Regions from separate parts of the Bombyx mori genome. Here region 2 is linked to region 1. The links are chromatin contacts, called in public Hi-C maps. All regions are on one chromosome and are shown on one strand. Each heading gives the region's core, a stretch centred on a gene start, on an enhancer-like site or on the middle of the called end of the contact. The rest is flanking DNA. Distances are from core to core; before and after follow the strand shown. Region 1 overlaps LOC101743158 (division abnormally delayed protein). Region 2 holds the start of LOC101743158 (division abnormally delayed protein).

Evidence for each region. Hi-C and Micro-C count contacts between places; a contact is called where the count stands out from the background.
Region 2: a Hi-C map of whole pupa shows a contact between it and region 1, with 5 times the contacts expected there. The contact joins the promoter of LOC101743158 here to the enhancer-like site in region 1. A contact is called at or near these places in 2 of 7 Hi-C or Micro-C datasets (both in whole pupa).

Annotation. Positions count from the first base shown.
Region 1 is chr15:13,102,964-13,108,064 of ASM3026992v2, forward strand. The region is part of intron 1 of LOC101743158 (division abnormally delayed protein); the gene reads right to left. Among protein-coding and RNA genes, the nearest start is that of LOC134200261, 9.9 kb to the right of the region's middle. Within about 2 kb of position 2,153, at least 3 of the 8 cell types and tissues checked have open chromatin away from gene starts, as enhancers often do.
Region 2 is chr15:13,135,646-13,140,746 of ASM3026992v2, forward strand. LOC101743158 (division abnormally delayed protein) reads right to left here and starts at 2,474. Exons shown (of 9, transcript XM_004922946.5): 1 at 2,135-2,474. The coding sequence starts at 2,267.

The DNA of each region.
Region 1 (5,101 bases), core at 903-3,402:
CACTGAAACACATAATTCCTAGTACCTTTTTTTTTATTGCTTAGATGGGTGGACGAGCTCACAGACCACCTGGTGTTAAGTGGTTACTGGAGCCCACAGACATCTACAACGTAAATGCGCCATCCACCTCGAGATATAAGTACTAAGGTCTCAGTATAGTTACAACGGCTGCCCCACCCTTCGAACCGAAACGCATTACTGCTTCACGGCGGAAATAGGCGGGGAGGTGGTACCTACCCGTGTGGACTCCTAGTACTGTCCTATTTCTGCCGTGAAGCACTCATGCGTTTCTATTTAAAAAGTGGCACATACAACACAAATTAAGCTTCGACCACATGTCTCAAGACTCACGTCGTGTTGTCGTGATCTCGAATATTGTGTTTGTTTTGTTCAATTTAGAAAACCACTATGAGAGGGCGACTGTATTAAAAAAATAAATTGTTTTTTTTCTTCATACCTACTCGAAGGTAGGCAAATGGGTTATTCCAGCTTCTTGCGGACGGGTAGGTGAGCTCACGGGCTCGACCTAAGAGAATTTACTAGCAAGAGCAGTGCTTCGCTGAATCTACCACCGGATCGGAGTTGCGACCCACTGAAAAGATCTGGCAAGAAACTCACTCAGTGAGTTAATGGAAATTAGTTTAAAACCTGTCAAATTGGCGTCAAGCTGTTAGCGGAAGCTTTTTGAGTTGTAAAAAATCTTGAACTATAGATCTCGCGCTAAGTGATCTTGCCTTATAAGGTCCAGTGTGGGTGTGTCACGTGGGTGTCCGAAATTTTACTTAATCCATGCATCACGATAACTGACGTGTTACAGACATGGACAAAGAACAGTTTTTGTGTATGTGCCGCGTGTGTCGTTTGTCTGTCGGATTATTTCACTTGATTTACGAGGTTAAGGTTTAAGTAATTGTAAGCGAATTTATGAAAAAAATGTACTAGCATTATTACGTTATTTGACCTACTTTATGGTTCAGCAGGAAGTGCTCTTGACCGCTGGGCCGAGGGAAGTGGATTTGGTCCCACATCGGGCAAACATTCATGAGATGAACAGGCTTGTTTTCTCTCGGTCTAGGTGTTTAGTAGCCATCTAGGTATATGTTTATATTTCAACGTATATAAGTATGTATATCAGTCTCTGCTTCTCATAGTACAATCATTCCAAGTTTGTAACCGCTTTTTTTTATTGCGTAGATGGATGGACGAGCTCACAGCCCACCTGGTGCTAAGTTGTTACCGGAGCCCATAGACATCTACAACGTAAATGCCGCCACCCACCTTGAGATATAAGTTCTAAGGTCTCAGTATAGTTACAACAAGTGCCCCGCCCTTCAAACCGAAACGCCTTACTGCTTCACCGCAGAAATAGGCATGGTGGTGGTACCTACCCGCGCGGACTCACAAGAGGTCCTACCACCAGCTTATTATAATAACATTATTATGTGTAGACTAATAGACATGTTGTCTTCAATAACATTAAGTGTGGTCCTAGCTCATTTCCATTTCTTTTTTATTTATTTGTTAGTATTCATTTCCAAAAATTATGACAATAATTTTCAGATGCTTTTTTAAGCTACACAAATGCAGCAAATCATTTTGAGACACTAAATCCACATTTTAATAGTATTGTAAAGTGCAACCCTTATATTCAAGCTAAACCTAAAACAAACTTAAAGAAGTTGATATCTTCGGTAAGATTTGTATTGTGGCATAGCATTGCATCACTCAACAGGAAAACATTTTAATTATTATCCATTAAGCCAAGAAGACTTATATTGTAGGCAAACGAACATACGGCCCACCTGATAGTGAGCAGTTACCGTCGCCCATGGACTTCAGCAATGCCAGGAGCAGAGCGAAGCCGCTGCCTATCGAAATAAATAATAGGTCATATTTTATGCTTTTAAAAAAAGGACAGCGTCTTAAAAAAACAGTACTGTCCTGCCAAAAACCGTACGAATGGTCACCATAGCTGACAATTACACGGTTACTGTCGCCCATGGACTTCAGCAACGCCTAGGGGCAGAGCCAAGCCGCTGCCTACCGTGTCTATGTCTAAACTATGTTTTATTGCCGAAATCGTGTACTATACACACTCACAGAGGTGTCGATCAGTTTTATCACAACACAAACGTAACATTGCTGCAACGAACAATCAATTTTTATTTACACACGTCACTTACGAACAGCGTAGGCGGATACAGGAGGCTAATAACACTTAACACTGATAAATAAAGCATGTACATTTAATCTTAATTATACACCTACCTACTTATTTAAGTTGTTATGCTAATTGGTTTTATGTTATTTATTAATTACGCGACTTGTAAGTTAAGTGATGGGTATTATAAGGAAATTGTTCGCTCGGTTTTTATTGTTTACAAAATCTATCTCTAAATATATAAATGAATTGCTGTTCGTTAGTCTCGCTAAAACTCGAGAACGGCTGGATCGATTTGGCTAATTTTGGTCTTGAATTACTTATGGAAGTCCAGAGAAGGTTTAAAAGGCCAATATATATGAAAATGCTCGGAACGAAATAAAAATAATTAAATTAAATAAAAACAATTTTATTTTTTCTTTGATGTGTCCCCCGTCGGACGAATTCCTTTTGTTTGTTTTAAGTTTATTTTATAAATACAAAAATTTAGGTCTTTTATTTATCTATTGAGGCACTACGAAGTCTGCCGTGTCAGCTAGTATAATAATATTTATCATGTAGACAGGAAAGTACGTCTTTTCGGAAAGAGTTAATTCTTGATGTGACGCTATACTTTGCTGGATTGGAAGACGGTTATAAAGACTAGAAATATCTGAAAGAGTCTCAGGGATCAGGAAAGATGCAGTCCAGATGAACCAAAATCAGCAATCGACCTCAAAATAAAGATTGAAATTTAAGAACGTATTAAATCCCCGAACGAAAAATAATATAGATATATAAATTCCACATAACTTAGTAAAGTTCTTTACATGATCGTGGGTAAGGAGAGGAAACAGGAGTCTCTGTATAAGGAACAATTTAGTAGGTGGTATTGTAAAAGATGTCGTGGACGAAACCACATGCGCTGGACTGATCAAATGAAAATCCTTACCAAAATCCCACTTAACGTGTGCGTGCGCCAAGAGAACAGCTGTCAAGGCTTTAATAAACAAGGATTCCGCTTGACCACAACTGTTCTGCCAAGAGTAACCGACTGTGATGATGATGATCGTAAAAATCTTTGCTAAGCAAATCTTTTTAAATTATGTAAGTTGTCTTTAAGAAAACACCCTTTTCAATACTGTGTGAACCAAAGAAAATAGCTTACGTTAAATAAAAGAAGGTGTCACTTTTACGAGACTTCTGTTGAATGCTTTTTCCGGACGCACATTAGATAAAACTAGCGATCCGCTCTCGCTTCGCTTGGGAAATTTTAATTTATTATTGATTTATCCACTATTTAATGAATGTTATTATACACATTCCTTACACACATACCTTCCTCTTCAATCACTCTATCTATTAAAAAAAACGCATCAAAATCCGTTGCGTAGTTTTAAAGATTTAAGCATACATAGAGATATAGGAACAGAGAAAGCGACTTTGTTTTATACTATGCAGTGAAGAGGCAATGTAATACATAAAATGAATCTAAGTCTTGGGGTGTCTATGATTGTGGTCGAATTTCAATCACTGGATGAACATTAACTTTGATCAATTCAGGTGCTTTTAGGTATTCCGAGCACCGATCACGATTGGGTGGGGAGTGGGTTGCGATTCCAATCTGGCGGCAGATTCAGCAACGCACTACTGTTGCCAGGGTAAATGTTAGCAAACGCTCTCAGACTGAGCCCCGTGAGCTTGCCCACCTACAAAGGCGAAGCCAGTGTGCTTATTGCGAGTTTTAAACGTTCTCGATAGCGTAAAAGTTAACACAAATTTGTACGGAGTTCGAACAGCGCCCCCTAGTGGCAAACGTAGGCAAACGATCCAACTCCATACAAAATTGAGTTAACTTTTACGCTATCGAAAACTTTAAAAACTCGCATCTTAATGCCTTATAATCACATGTAATGTTACTTAATGTTACTTATAACCAGAATATCTCCACGAAGCTGCTAATAGGTAGGCAAAAAAAAAAGATTACTAGACGTATTTTTGACAACAGGTACGTTTTATGAAGTATTATAGTTTCACCTATTGCCACTACTATTTTAAGTCAGCAAATACTCACCTCAAGAGTAAGACCTCTGGAATCCAATCCTAAATAAATGCGCGTACATTCCGCGCTACACTTACATCATTTAAGTTTAAATAAATATTGATTTGAAAGTTGGAACGCGGTCTGGCGCCATGTTCTCTAATGTTTCCCACGTTCAATGATTAACAGCCTTCGACAGTATAATTGAATTCATTTTAAAAACTAGAAAAAAATCCAGATAATTTGAAACTACTTGTTTTAACAACATATTCTCGTTTGAACACTACATATGTTTAAGCGGTATACGATATGTTCGTCACAATGATAATTTTTCTCCTACCTACGCCGAAAGTTCGGTTTTCTTCCCGCTGCACAGGGAAGAAAGTGTAACTTTTTCTCCTTGGGTACAAGTGCGCATGCGCGTTAGTGTCTACGTCTGCTCTCACGCACCTAAAATTTTCCGCCATTGTTGTGCTCGGGTAATTTGCAATATTGTGTTTAATGTAAAAGTGAAATAAACAAAAGGCAATAAAGTTTAATAGTGAAATATTAAACAAAGATGAGTTCATCCGACATTTCTTATTCAATTAGTAGTAGTTTATTTAAAAATTAAAAAACAGTTAAATTGTTTTTTTATGAGTTAGGGGGGGCTCCGCCCCCCCCCCCCCTACACCCAGCCAGGGTTTCGCCCCTGGACCCCGGCTCCGTACTCCACGAACTTTCCGCCTGGTAGGAGAAAAAATAGTACGTGCACCGCGGGAGAATGGTGGCAATTTTACACGCGGGAGGAAATGTCCAACTTTTCTCCCTTGGTGCACAATGTACTATTGTAATTTTTTTACTTGCTCTAAAGCAAGTGAGACAGGTAAAGGAGCTCATAGCCTCCTGGCATAAGGTGGTTAGCGACAGCCACTGACCGT
Region 2 (5,101 bases), core at 1,224-3,723, 33 kb after region 1:
TAATCCCTAACAAAATACGATTAACGCATACATTCGCTTATCATCAAATTTTCCATAAAACGTTCTTTCTCCAAACAAATGACTATTCGAAAAATATATTTTCGTTACAAAAGACACGAAAAGACGCTTACTTAAAAAAATAATTGAATTATATTCGTATTTTAATTTTATTCCTTAGACCCAGCTGGTGTCGAGTAGGGTGGTGGTAACATTATCCAGCGAGGAAAAAGGGCAATAGGTTCGTATGAGCTAAACGGAAGCATAGTTTCCTCCGGTCACCGTCCTCGTTGAACCCGTCGCTTGCGACGAAGGAGTCGACGAGCAAATTAACCCATAGATACAGCCCACTGAGTTTCTCGTCGGATCTTCTCAGTGGGTGGCGTTTCCGATCCGATGGTAGATTCTGCAAAGCACTGCTCTTACTAGGGCCAGTGTTAGCAACACTCCCGGTTAGAGCCCCGTGAGCTCACCTATACGTCAAGGAGAAGCTGAAATAGCCTCTGATAGCTATCAGCATAGGTAGGAAAAAAAAGTTTCTTCTTAATAGCATTTATTACTTAAGTCAATGAATAGAATGTGTCACCGGATATGTTAGACGCGTGCGCGCTCCCGATACCATCCGATACGATTAAGATACTAGTCTTATAGCAGCGGTCCAATACGTGGTGCACGTTCATAGTAAAAAAAATCAAACACTTCTATCTACAAAGAGATAAGGTCCGCAATTCTTGCCTCTGCAAGCTACTGCAATTATTTTCCAGCTCACTCATCTGTAATTACGGAATCCTCTGTGATCTTATTTTACTGGTCGTAGGGCGTATTGTAATCCCACGGAAGGGTATTCACAAAAATATGATTTGGCTAAAAGATTGTGTGATAGGGCAGCAGAGAAACACTTTGGCAAGAAAAGAAACTGAGTATTTATAAAACGGAGTTTTATTGCGTATTCCTTAAAATGTTATAAGTATCATAATTCTAACCATTTAATCATTCATGGACTACGATCTAAAGGTAATGTTAATACTATTGCAACCTCCACTTAATGTCGCGAAGTGAAAGTATTCAGTTTGTGATATTTATGGATTCCAGTAATCACTTAGCACCAGATGAACCGTGAGCACGTCTATCCGTCTATAATTATAAATACATATAACAACAGTCGTCAGATTAAGCAGCCAAAAAGTTTACGTAGAAATTTATATTTTGACCAATTATATTTTAATACACCTTTGCCATAAGAATTATCGAGTTATGAAAAAAAACGTTATTCCGATATTTTCGATTCCCGACGTTATTACGTTAAACTTTGACAAAATCTGTCTTGATAATGTAAATGATAATTTATATAACTGAGTGCATAAGCCACAGAGTATAAAGAACTTAAAATATAACAATACACATGTCATCGCTGCATGTGTGATGATTTTATAGTGAGTGGCCAGTATGACTCGTTTTGTTTTTTATGACTATAAATTTGTATAGTTCTCTTTAAACATGTTAAAAAGGTTATCGTCTGACAGATTTAGATTAATTTAGTATCATTGCGAATAATCGTGTCGCCTTTCTGCACTCTAAAGATTTGGGTGAAATAATCTTATTATTTTCAATACTTTTAATAGTTAAGTACAGCATCTAACTTTGAATAAAAATTTGAGGTTTCATAAAATTTTATTATAACAATGTAACAAGTAACAATGTAACTTACTTTGTAGTATAAGTACCTATTTCATAGTAAGGCAAAAAAATTGCGACTGCAAGAAAAAATAAAAACTGTCCCTTTGTAACTAATTTTCATAGTTTCATTTATTTTCAAATTATTTTAAAGGAACGAAAAAAATAAAGATACCTATTTCAGAACCACAATTGCAACCAAAAGTAAAACAGATAAAAAGTTTAAATCAACAAGAAACAAACATGTAAATATTTAAGGATAAATTACATTGATAATGATTTTTCAACGTATCTGGAGCCCTTCAACGCACCGTAATTAATCCATTAACTCAACCCATTAGTAATTAAAATACACAACTTATTTCCGCGTCGAAACGTCCTAAAGCGGTGTGTTTCACGTGTCATTGATCCTCGTCGCAATTAAGTTTCAGCTTTGATCGAGATACAAATCATAAATCCCCACCTGGTTCTTGGTCGTCACCAGCTGATATATTGTGTCTGGAGAAGTAAGCCTCAGACTGGGCGCAGGAAGTAGCGGCTCCGGCGGCGGCCCTGACCACCGCGACCACGCTCAAAAACACCATAAAACACCTCATGTTCACACCTTCACTAATACGAAAAAAAAAGTTTTTGTTTTTTTTTTTTAAATTTCGCTCTCGTTAGTTTTTGAATTCACTCGCGTACGCGCGTTCGTCGTGTCCAGCGATCGAGACGCGTGCACCCTCATCGGAGCGAATTCCCGGACTGGCCACAGAGTAGCGCCGGTCGCCGAGAACCGAACCGGCCGGCACCTCGAATTATTAACGATAAATAAATTTGACCCGCCGCGCCGAGCTTTTCGAAACTTGCATGCCGATTTAGCGAATCGAATCCGATTTTTATAGGAAATGACGTCAGTCCGTGAAAAATCGGTAAAAACGTGCTAATCCAAGGACAGATGAATCGTGAAGAGTATTATTGAGTATTTTAACATAGTTTTTTTTTATCATACAGTAAGAGGAATGTAAAGGCTGTTTTGATTGAATTGGATGATTTGTCCTTTAGTGCGGAGTAGTTTGTAGTTGTAATGGAGTTGTGTCGGCATCGCAATGTCTGTGTCTGATGGCTCGCCTGCATCAGCCAGGCGGCGTTGATGCGCGCGCATCTATCGAGCGCCCCCCGACGCCGCCCGCCAAATGCGCCACCTCACTAAATGCTAAACACGATGTATGGACACCCATTAATCATATTCAAATTATTTATTGTTGAAAGCCGTTTCATATGCGTACGAAAGTTAGCTCGGTCCGTTTCTGTAATCAAAGTTCTGATGTTACATCTTTTAAATGACAATCAAGATTGATCTTCATTATTAATGGATTCAAATAAAAATAAATTAACAATTCTCACACGTGCCACAACTGATCGACTATTTATGTGATGCTGCTTTTTTACTGTTTTATAATTAAGCTATATGGAGAATAAAGAAGCTTAAGGAAAGCTTTTAATTGAATATTTTGTTGGAGCTAATAAAACCGGACTAATTATGTTTTCGTATTGGGATAATCTGTTGATGAATTCAGTATTGCCAGAAGGAAGTTCGTTGGAAGGCTTACGGTGGAGGTTGACTAGAAATCGTCACGTAACGAAATAGCGAAATAACAAATGCTATTAATGATAAGCGTAGAGACTAAACTTGGATTTATTATTAACTATCAACCTACATATGAGTCGTCTATTATCAAAGGTGTCAATCTGTGCATTTGGACAAAAAAATGTTATTGATATGTCAATACAGATTGATTTGAATATAATCGTCTCCTTCAATGAATACGGTTCAAAACCTGCATTAAATAAAGGTTAATAATTAACCTGTTATTTATCTAAGATGTCGTTCCGAAGAGTTTTGTGACTGCCAATGGAATACAAAGTCAATAATTCGTTTTTCTGATTTACCAATAATTATCCAAAAGTCAGATTGCCGGCTTTGATAATAGTCGACTCATATATAGTTAATCTTAATTGTATTATAGAAACGTCAGGAAGAAATTTAAAAATTTCATCTTCGATAAATTAAAAACGACTATTTCAAAGCTTCTGATAGAAGTATGCTAACGTAAGAACTTAAGCAGAGATGAAACAATTCCAAAACAAATTATCATCGATCGACCTTTTTTAGACAAGTCAAAGAGCGATCAGGTGAGATACCGAAATTAAGGAACTTCATTTCTAACAGGGATCTCTGATTTAGGGATCTTTTATTGATATATACAATAATCTAATCAAAACTACATTTACGGTTTTTTTAATAATAATAATAGAAAAACGATTTAGCTATAATCGTAACAACTAATTACTAAGAACAAATGACGCACGGTTATCCAGCTCCATATTAGTATTATGTGTTACGGATACCAGAGACTGACATGCGTACATATATTTAATTATATATGTGCATATATAGGAAATAAACAACCAGACGAATAGCAAACAAACCTGTTCATCACACGATGTGGTAGATTCTGCGAAGCACTGCTCTTATTAGGGCCAGTGTTAGCAACACTTGCGGTTTGAGCCCCGTGAGCTCACCTACACATTAGGGAGAAGCTGAAATTGCCTCTCAAGGCTATCAACATAGGTAGGAAAAAAAATATCACACGAAAGTTTGCCCGATGTGGGAATCAAACCTACGACCCTCAGCGTAACGGTCAGGGCCGCGAACTACTGTACCATCGAGTCAGGCAAGCTTTAGAAGAATTAGAAAGCTTTAGAAAGAAGACAATTAATTAATCTAATTTATCAATAAACCACCTTATTTTACGTTTATGATAAAGTTTAATTAAGATTAACAGTAGATACTAGTTGCAGGATATTAAGTCATCTACTGATTGTGCGAGCCGTTATAAATAAAACACACTCAGATGCAAATTATCGCAATTACTATTCAACGAATCGCAATTGTTCGTCACAGAGTCACAACATTAACATGCTGATTGAACGAGTACAACGAAGGCATAAATAAACATTAAAGTGTTCCAGTCTTATAGTTTCTGCATTGACATTTTTAGACACGATCAAAACAAGATTATGAAGTTGCATTGACCGTGAAGTTGAATTGAAGTTATTCGAATCCCGCCAATACACAACTCTTTAATAAAAAAATTTTTGTTTGAGAATTTACTGGTGGCCCGGAGGCTTTTCCAGTTTTACCAGGGCAGGTGGGCGAGCAAAGGCTCAGCCAGGAGGGCACCTCTTTAATATATAAAGAAATACCTGAAATATGCCCACAAATATGAAATTAACGATGCCACGTATAATGAAAATCAAATCCGCGAAATGTATGCAACGACTGGTAGTAGGGTATAAACTGGGGTCGTACGGGTGATACTACCATCGTTCCTATTTCTGCCACGATGTAGTCATACGCTCGAAGGGTGCGATGGCTGTTATTAAA